Regions from separate parts of the Sus scrofa genome. Here region 1 is linked to region 2. The links are chromatin contacts, called in public HiChIP or PLAC-seq maps. All regions are on one chromosome and are shown on one strand. Each heading gives the region's core, a stretch centred on a gene start, on an enhancer-like site or on the middle of the called end of the contact. The rest is flanking DNA. Distances are from core to core; before and after follow the strand shown. Region 1 overlaps DIAPH1 (diaphanous related formin 1). Region 2 overlaps LOC100736974 (protocadherin gamma-B7).

Region 1 (4,625 bases), core at 1,538-4,037, 96 kb after region 2:
GAGGGACCAAGGAAAAAATGAAAGTCGTGGAGCAGAGTCGGAGCAGGGCTGGGGGCCGCGGGGTCAGGGCGCCAAAAACAGCGAGCTCCGAAGACAGAGGTGGGCGGTGGGAGACGGAGATGATGGGAGAGCCGCGATCCGGCGAGGACCCTAAGACCGGCGGCTGGACGGGCTGGAGGGCGGACCACCGGCAACCAACAGTGCGGGGAGTGGTGAGGCCAGGCCACTGGCGGGATCACGGCCTCTGTGTGTAGAAACGGCTGAGACGGAGGACCCAGGGGCACGGGCGCACTGCGCGGAGGAATAACTTGGGGTGTCAGGAGACCACAGCACAAAGGGGGAACTGGGTGATATGACCTGAGGTCGCGAGGTGCAAAAGTAGGGGTTTTTAGGAAAGAAAAAGGCAGACGGACCTGAAAGTGGCAAAGGAAGAGCAACCTGAACGCCCAACCCATCCGCAGGTCCGCGGGGGTGGCGGCTTTCGCAAGGAAAGGCCCCGACGCAGGAGGCCAAGAGGGAAAGCGGCGGCGAGGCGGCCCGGCTTCCGTTAGAGCAACGCGGCCGACCAGCCGGCAGCTTTGTCGTGATGGACCACGAGGTCCAGAGGCGCCACGGGTGGGTGTCAAGAGCTCAGGTGGGGCGGGGGAGGAGGCACAGCAGGAGACACACGGAGCCTCGTGGGGGTTCGAATACGGGGATGAGGATGAGCTGGGAGTCTAGGGCTTCCCGCGGCGAGTAACACAGACCAAGAGAACCGGCACGGTTCCAGATCCAGCGCCATTTCTCAAGACGACTAGTGATGGCTAGGTTTGCGGTCTAGAGGGCCGTGTGAGGGGTGGTTGTGCTTCTCCCCTTACGCCCCTGCTGCGGAGCAAGCACCCCCAGAGGAGGTGTGGAACGTAGGCCACACGCAGGCCTCCTCCTGCGCCCGGGTGAGACCGGCAGATTGCTGTTCTTAAGTCACAAGGGAGTCCTAGCTGGTCTTACAGAACGTCCCAGCTGCTTGGTGCTAACAGTCTGACCCCACTCAAGGTCCAAGAGAGGTCAGTGACCAACAGGCAGAGGGGCACTTGGACAGCACTTCCGGTCCTGATCCCACACACTCGAAAGGGGGCGAACAGATGAGACACGTCTCACGGAGTAAGGCGGAGTATGCTGAGCTCTTGCACGCAAGATCTTGTTTCGAGAGGCCCAAGCTGCAGGAGCTGTAACAATTCACTAGATGTTTCCTGATGAAGATCCAACTGGGGGGGGCCACCTAGCGGGCAGAACAGCATCACAAGGAAAAGGAAAAAGACTGGAGCTCCCTTCGGGAGGGAGGGGCTTGTTTCCCCAACACAGGCTCCTGTGCACCTGAAGCCTTAAACAAGCAGGTTCTGGGAATGGCTGCTCGCGGCGCAAAGGGGTCGGCCGTGTCTCTGGAGCTCTGGGTCACAGGGTCAAGCCCCCGGCCAGTGCTGTGGCAGCGGCGGCCTTGTTGCAACTGCAGAACTCCATATGCTGTGGGGCGGCCAAAAAGGGAAGGAAAAAACCCCAAAAAACAAGCAGGTTCTGGGAGAAGAGTAGACAGGTAAACCCACGCCTCGTCGCCAACAGCTCTGACTTGCAGGACAACAGCACACGCCTTGGGATCTGGGCCCGCACAGTCAAATCTTAACGAGGTCACTGTCGTTGTTTATGACATTCCCAGCTTTTGCTCAAGATCTTACTTTTCAGCCAGAGTTCTTTCAAAATTAACCCCCGTCAAACCGCTCTGATGCTCACAGCTGCTGCAGCGCACCTACTACTTTAGCAGAGCGAGGAGCTAACATGCGACGTGCTGTCCACTGCACGGCTGCTAATAAGGAAGATCAGCCTGAGGATCTTAGGAGTCCAGTCATTTTTTGGAAGAAAAGAATAAACCTCAAAAGAAACACATCACTGTATCTAGGACATCAGTTATCACTTACCACGCTGTTTTCAGAGGTGATACTTTTCTAAAATTATTTTTTTTGAGCCACGCCCATGGCATTTGGAAGTTCCTGGGCCAGAGATGGAACCTGCACCACAGCAATGACCCAAGCTGCTGCAGTGACAACGCTGGATCCCTAACCCACTGTGCCATGAGAGAACTCCTAAGGGGTGATCCTTTGAATGGGATCATGACATCATCAAAAGAGAGTAAGAGTTGGGAGGAAAGCAGAATGAAAAACCAGTTATCTTGCACGTGCCAATAACGACCTGAGGCCACCACAGTGATGAAAATGCCCCCAGGAGAAGATTTAAAAAAAAAAAAAAAGAATTAACTACTAAACAGTTTCCTGACGGAACTCAAGAAGCAGACTCAACTAAGAGACCGTGACAAGAAGGCTTCCTGCTGATCACCCTGAGGAATGAGAGAGAGAAAAAGGACTGAAGTTTGACAGGACAGCCCATCAAATCTGAACTCAAAACACCCTCTGACAAGGAGTAACTCGGCTGAGAAGAGCCAAGGCTTCAGAAAGGAGAGAATAATCCTTACGAGAGGAAGATGTGTAAAGAGCTGGTAGTGCGAACTGGAGGACCACAGCTCCTCTCCCAGCTCTCTCCTTAGTAAAAAGCACACAGCCTCCCGAGCCCTAACGAGGCGGGAGGTGCGGGAGGGCTCTGAGTACCAGAGGCCGCTGTCCGGGTAGGGAAGACGTTTTCTTGATCGCCCACTTCTGGAGGAGCCAGTCAGCATGTGGGAGGCGTCAGGCCTCACTGAAATACAAGAGATACGGCTCCGCCTGACAAAGGGCAGAGAAGAGAGCTGGGTTTGGCAAGAGAGAGAGGAAGTAACGCAATATTACGAAAACCTCGTGTCTAAATCACTTCCTCATCAAGGCTGCACTGGAATCGTCTGAGCAAGACTCTGCTACTCTACTTGACACGGACGCTGTATGTCTCCAGCTGTACTAGCTTCGCTAGGGGTGATTATGCTGTAATTGGAACATGGCTCCTCCTTTTCAGCCCTAAATATCTGATACCTTACTTTCCCTAATCTAGTGCTCTTCCCGTTATGTACTCCTAAGAGTCACCGGAAACTCAAGAACGCCTGTGCCTGAATAAATGAAGTGGCTGGCAGAAGCCAGCATATTGCCTTCTTCCAGCTTTTGTCTGGCTCTAAGCGCTCAGAAGCTCTTGGGGGAAGGACACGCACTTCTGGGAAGTGGGAGGCTAGAGCAGGACACAGTCACACAGTCTGGAGCCTGAATCTCACCTCTGGCACTTACTGCAGAGCCTGGAAAAAGTTATTCAACCCACGTCTCCACTTCTTCATCTGCAAGATGCAATACTCACAGAGTGGCAACGAGTATTTATCTATCATTTAATTATACCATCAGTATTGAGGTTATGAATGAGACGTTCCTGTCGCAGCTCAGTATGCACGAGGACGCGGGTTCAATCCCTGGCCTTGCTCGATGGGTTAAGGATCAGCTGTGAGCTGTAGTGTAGGTCGAAGACGTGGCTTGTACCCCACATTGCTGTGGCTGTGGTGTAGGCCGGCGGCCACAGCTCCGATTCAGCCCCTAGCCTGGGAACCTCCATATGCCGTGGGTGCCACCCTAAATAGACAGCGACTACGAGAGACTGTGAAGGAGAGGTTTGGTAAGTGAGAATGGCTGCCTAGCTGAGAAAGGATGAAGGATGAAGACGTTCGGCGATGCTGTACCACACGGATCAAGGCACCAGAAGCCAAGCACACCCCGCCTCTGCACCGACGAGCTCCGGCTCCTCTGGGCCCTCGCCTCTCACGTTTCTAAGCTTGAAATTCCTCGCCTGATAAAAACCTAAACTCTTAAGAAGCCTAAAGTCTTTTTTCCTAAAGTGCTTTTGGGGGGCCATGGTGAAAAAAGGGGCCACTTGGGCAGAGTGTGTATTGTTTCCCACCAGAGCCCCAAGGGAGGGAGGCTCCAAGAGCGTCAGGACCAGCAGGGCAGCCGGTGCCCCGATCACGGTGGGGGTTGCGGCGCTGGGTCCACATGCAGCACTTCCATCTGCTACTAGATGCCCAGGTACATGACATCAAAGCAACTCTTCTGTCCCCAAGCGGCACACCTGAGAACAAGCCCCGACATTCAAATACTGCTTGCATCACCAGAGATCTATGGAGCAACTCAAAGGAAAAGAAAGCAAGAAAATGTAGAAGAAAAAAATACACCCAACAACACTGAAGTCACTAAAACATTAAAAATCCAGAGAGGAGGCATTCCCACTGGGGTGCAGTGGGTTAAGAATCTGACTGCGGCAGCTCCGGTCACTGAAGAGAATCGCTGTGGAGACGTAGGTTTGCTCACTGGCCCAGAAGCGTGATCGGGTATTGGAGTTCCCACCACGGCTCAGTGGGTTAAGAACCCAACTAGTATCCACGAGGATGAAGGTTCGATCCCTGGCCTGGGAACTTCCGTATGCCTTAGTTGTGGCCATTAAAGCAAAACAAAAAATCCGAAGAAGAAATAATGAGGGAAAATGCCTGAAAACATACAAAAGTAGCATGATAAGCAGGAAAGTTTTATTACACCTGAGAACAGCAGATAGATGTTAGAGGTGGATAAACTACGGGTACTGATTTGACAAGAAAAAAATCTCTCCCAGACACTTATTTCTATTTTTTTTTCCCAGTC
Region 2 (4,066 bases), core at 1,484-3,983:
TCTCTAAAGCTGGGAAAAATTAAGCATTAAGTGCCAACTGTGCTATCACTGAGGATATAATAATAATCAAAACAGGCATGGTCTCTGCTTTCCTGCAGCTTTTTTTTTTTTTTTTTTTTTAATGAGAGAGGCAGGCATTATGCTTAAACAAAATAGAATTATAAAATTTTAAATTGTGCTAGGTTCAACAAAGGAAAATGGAAGTTTCTCTGAGGGAGCATAACAACGGATCCTGGCTTTAACTAGTGCCTAAGAGAAGACCCCTATTAGGAAATAACACTTCAACTGAGCCTTGAAAGATTTGTAGAAATTATCAAAGCAAAGGGAAGGAAGTGAAAGAAGCTTTCCTAGGAGAGGAACAGCCTGCTGAAGAGCTTGGTTGATGACCCTGAAAGCAGTTTAATAGAGTAGAGGGGGAAGGCATGAGAACTTAGATACTATGCAAAGGATTTGGTATTTTATTTCAGGAATGGTGGGATGCTGGAGTTGCATCGTGGCTCAGCAGAAACGCATCTAACTAGCATCCATGAGGATGTAGGTTCTATCCCTGTCCTCTCTCAGTGGGTTAATGATCCAGCGTTGCTATGAGCTGTGGTGTGATTGCAGACACGGCTTGAATCTGGCACGGATGTGGCTGTGGTGTAGGCCAGTGGCTACAGCTCTGATTTGACCCCTAGCCTGGGAACCTCTATATGCAGCAGATGGGGCTCTACAAGGACAAAAAAAAAAAAACTTAAAAAAATACTGAGATGCTTCTGGGCAGTTGTGGGGCCGGACAGTCATAGGGAGAAAGATCAACTTAAAATTTTAAGAAGACCACTTTGGCTACTATGAAAAATAGCTCCAAGGAGGGTTCTGCTGGCTTAAGAAGAGATCTTAGGAAAACTAGGGGTCTTATTATTAGAGGGAAAACTACTTCAGCTTTTAAAGCTGGTTTTGGAACACCAGAATGTCAATTAAGTGATGGTGAATGAGGGAAAAAATGATTAATAAATGGGTGTATCTGAAAAACCCCCTAGATCAGTGCTTCTCAAACATTAATGTACATTCAAATCACCCTGGCATTTTGTTAATGCAAGTTCTGATTCAGTAGGTCTGGAGTGGGGGCATTTCTGCAAAGCCCATGCCATTGGTCCTTGGCTCTTTGAGTAGCAAGTGGTTCAGCCATATATGTTCTAAATTCTATATTCTAATCTTCTAATATCTATCAGCCTTCTTGGTGGTCTGGACAATTGTTGTATTTGAGTATTTAAAAGTGGAGGTTTTAAGAGATGAGTAGAAAGGGATGCTAGAAAGATATGTCAAATACGGCTTTTCATCTCTTCAATAAGTATCTTATATTTAGCTTCCTATATGCCTGTCTAACCCATCTGCCTACCTCCATACATCAGGGTTCAGTTAAACTTCAGAAAGGACTATATGCAATCAAAACGATGTCCAAGATAAGTGTACGGAAATAGTAGGGGATTCTTCTAGTATCTAATGGGGTGATATGCGTCATTATTAAAGCTTACCCTGTGCCAGGATTTTATCAGCCTTACTCATTTAAAAAGATAGGACTCCAGGAACTCTTAGAGGGTAGTTTCTTGTTGGAGGATGTACAGCTCAGTTCTACCTTTTTTCACATCTGACTCTTCCTCATTATCCTAGTCATTACTACAATCCTAAATGAGAAAACTTGAGGCTCTTTATCATGGCTTCATATTTCTGATATCTTAATCATTTCAGAAAGGTCCCAGGTAGTAAATAAAGCTGGTCTTTTTTTTTTTTTTGGAGGGGAGGGGCTCGTTGATGAGGGGGTATTATCCTTATTAGAAATGAGATTTCTGGGAGTTTCCGTTGTGGCTCCGTGGTAATGAATCAAACTGATATCCATGAGGATACGGGTTTGATCCCTGGCCTTGCTCAGTGGGTTAAGGATCCAGGGTTGCTGTGAACTGTGATGTAGCTCAGATTCGACCCCTAGCCTGGGAACTTCCATATGCCACGGGTGCGGCCCTAAAAAATAAAGTAAAAAAAAAATAAAAAGAAATGCAACTTCTCTTTGTGGCGTATGGCACAACATCTTGAGAAACAGATCAAATAAAGGGAGATGTTAGAGACTGCGCTCTCTGATTGAAGTTAGGCTTCTTGGGGAAGACAGGACAGGAAAATCTCGCATTGTTCCCTGGTTCTTCAGAAATAAGAGCTAAGCGACAACGTCCAACTGAAAAAGAAACCTGAACTGTATTTTTAAATTTCATAGAGTTAAACCAAACAGATGGCAGTTGTTGTAGACTGTCTCTGCTGAGGAAGTGACCTGGAATTCTACAGTCTCATTTGGTAAGAGATAAAACTGCAAATATTAACACCTCCGACAGAAAGGCTGAATGCCTCCCTACACGCGCCTCCTTAAGGAGGTAAGTTGTGCTCAGTCCTCCAACAATGCAGATAGTACTGTGTTGTTTTCAGTTTGGTTTGAACCCTCTTTCATGGGATTCAGGCTAGGGGCGGAAGTGTTTAATAGGCCTGCGTTCAGCCTCAAGACTCGCACCAGGGCCAGCTTCATGACCTTGCAGTTAGCTTTCCAGCCAAGGTGGGCTTCCGATGTGCAGATGCGGCCAAGGAGCTCTGGCTGTAACGTCTGGAAGGGAGCCCAAGGCAAGAAGTTCCTGGCGCTAGCGCCTGTCCCGCTCAGGAGAGCCGGGCGCTAGCGCATTCCTCGTGCAGTTATTGGCTGGGACTCTGCGTGCCGCTGTCGGCCAATGAAGACGCCGGAGCCCTGGCCCCGGCCCGTCCCCTCTCGGCGCCGCGGGATGAGGCAGAGACTGAACAGCCGGCGAGCAAATCAGCGGCAGCGGGAGAGCCATGTCCGACTCGGAGCCCAGCGCCGGAGCGCTAACCCATTGAAAGTTTCTCGGCGGAAAAGCGGGGACGACCTGGACCCCGCTGAGAGGAACTGCCCTCGAGTGAGATGGTCCCGGAGGCCTGCAGGGGCGGACTGGTGAGCACCGGGAGAGTGGTGGGAGTTTTGCTTCTCCTTGGCGCTTTGCACAAGGCTTCCGCCGCCCTCATTCGCTATGAGATCCTGGAGGAGAGAGAGAAGGGTTTCGCGGTGGGCAACGTGGTGGCGGACCTTGGCTTGGATCTGGGCAGCCTGTCAGCCCGCAGGCTCCGGGTGGTGTCCGGAGCTAGTCGGAGATTCTTTGAGGTGAACCGGGAGACCGGACAGATGTTCGTGAACGACCGCCTGGATCGAGAGGAGCTCTGCGGGACGCTGCCTTCCTGCACCGTAACTCTGGAGTTGGTAGTGGAGAGCCCGCTAGAGCTGTTCAGCGCGGAAGTGGTGATCCAGGATATCAACGACAACAACCCCTCTTTTCCTACCCGGGAAATGAAATTGGAGATTAGCGAGGCTGTGGCGCCGGGCACGCGCTTTCCGCTCGAGAGCGCGCACGATCCGGACGTGGGAAGCAACTCTTTACAAACCTACGAGCTGAGCCGCAATGAGTACTTTGCGCTTCGCGTGCAGACGCGGGAAGACAGCACCAAGTACGCGGAGCTGGTGCTGGAGCGCGCCCTGGACCGGGAGCGAGAACCAGATGTCCAGCTGGTGCTGACAGCGTTGGACGGAGGAACTCCGGCTCGCTCCGCCAGCCTTCCTATTCGAATCATCGTGCTGGATGCGAATGACAATGCCCCCACCTTCAATCAGTCCTTGTACAGGGCGCGCGTCCCCGAGGATGCACCTCCTGGCACTCGCGTGGTGCAGGTCCGTGCCACGGATCTGGATGAAGGCCCCAACGGCGAAATCATTTACTCCTTCGGCAGCCACAACCGCGCTGGCGTGCGGGAACTATTCTCCTTAGACCTTGTAACCGGGATGCTGACAATCAAGGGTCGACTGGACTTCGAAGACGTGAAACTCCATGAGATTTACATACAGGCCAAAGACAAGGGCGCCAATCCCGAGGGAGCACACTGTAAAGTTTTGGTAGAGGTGGTGGATGTAAATGACAATGCCCCGGAGATCACAGTCACCTCTGTGTACAGCCCGGTCCCTGAGGATGCCCCTCTAGGAACTGTC

Evidence for each region. HiChIP or PLAC-seq counts read pairs in DNA pulled down with a chosen protein or histone mark.
Region 1: a contact with region 2 is called in an H3K27ac HiChIP or PLAC-seq map of alveolar macrophages. The contact joins two enhancer-like sites. A contact is called at or near these places in 9 of 47 Hi-C or Micro-C datasets (alveolar macrophages, embryonic fibroblasts, fetal skeletal muscle and 6 more) and 1 of 2 datasets of contacts at active chromatin or transcription factors (alveolar macrophages).

The regions. Positions count from the first base shown.
Region 1 is chr2:143,216,929-143,221,553 of Sscrofa11.1, forward strand. The region is part of intron 17 of DIAPH1 (diaphanous related formin 1); the gene reads right to left. Among named protein-coding and RNA genes, the nearest start is that of DIAPH1, 52 kb to the right of the region's middle. Within about 2 kb of position 2,788, at least 20 of the 83 cell types and tissues checked have an H3K27ac peak or open chromatin away from gene starts, as enhancers often do. A contact at or near this core is called in alveolar macrophages, omental adipose tissue, retroperitoneal adipose tissue and 1 more, where this site is marked.
Region 2 is chr2:143,121,393-143,125,458 of Sscrofa11.1, forward strand. The region is part of intron 2 of LOC100736974 (protocadherin gamma-B7); the gene reads left to right. Among named protein-coding and RNA genes, the nearest start is that of DIAPH1, 150 kb to the right of the region's middle. Within about 2 kb of position 2,734, at least 70 of the 83 cell types and tissues checked have an H3K27ac peak or open chromatin away from gene starts, as enhancers often do. A contact at or near this core is called in alveolar macrophages, omental adipose tissue, retroperitoneal adipose tissue and 1 more, where this site is marked.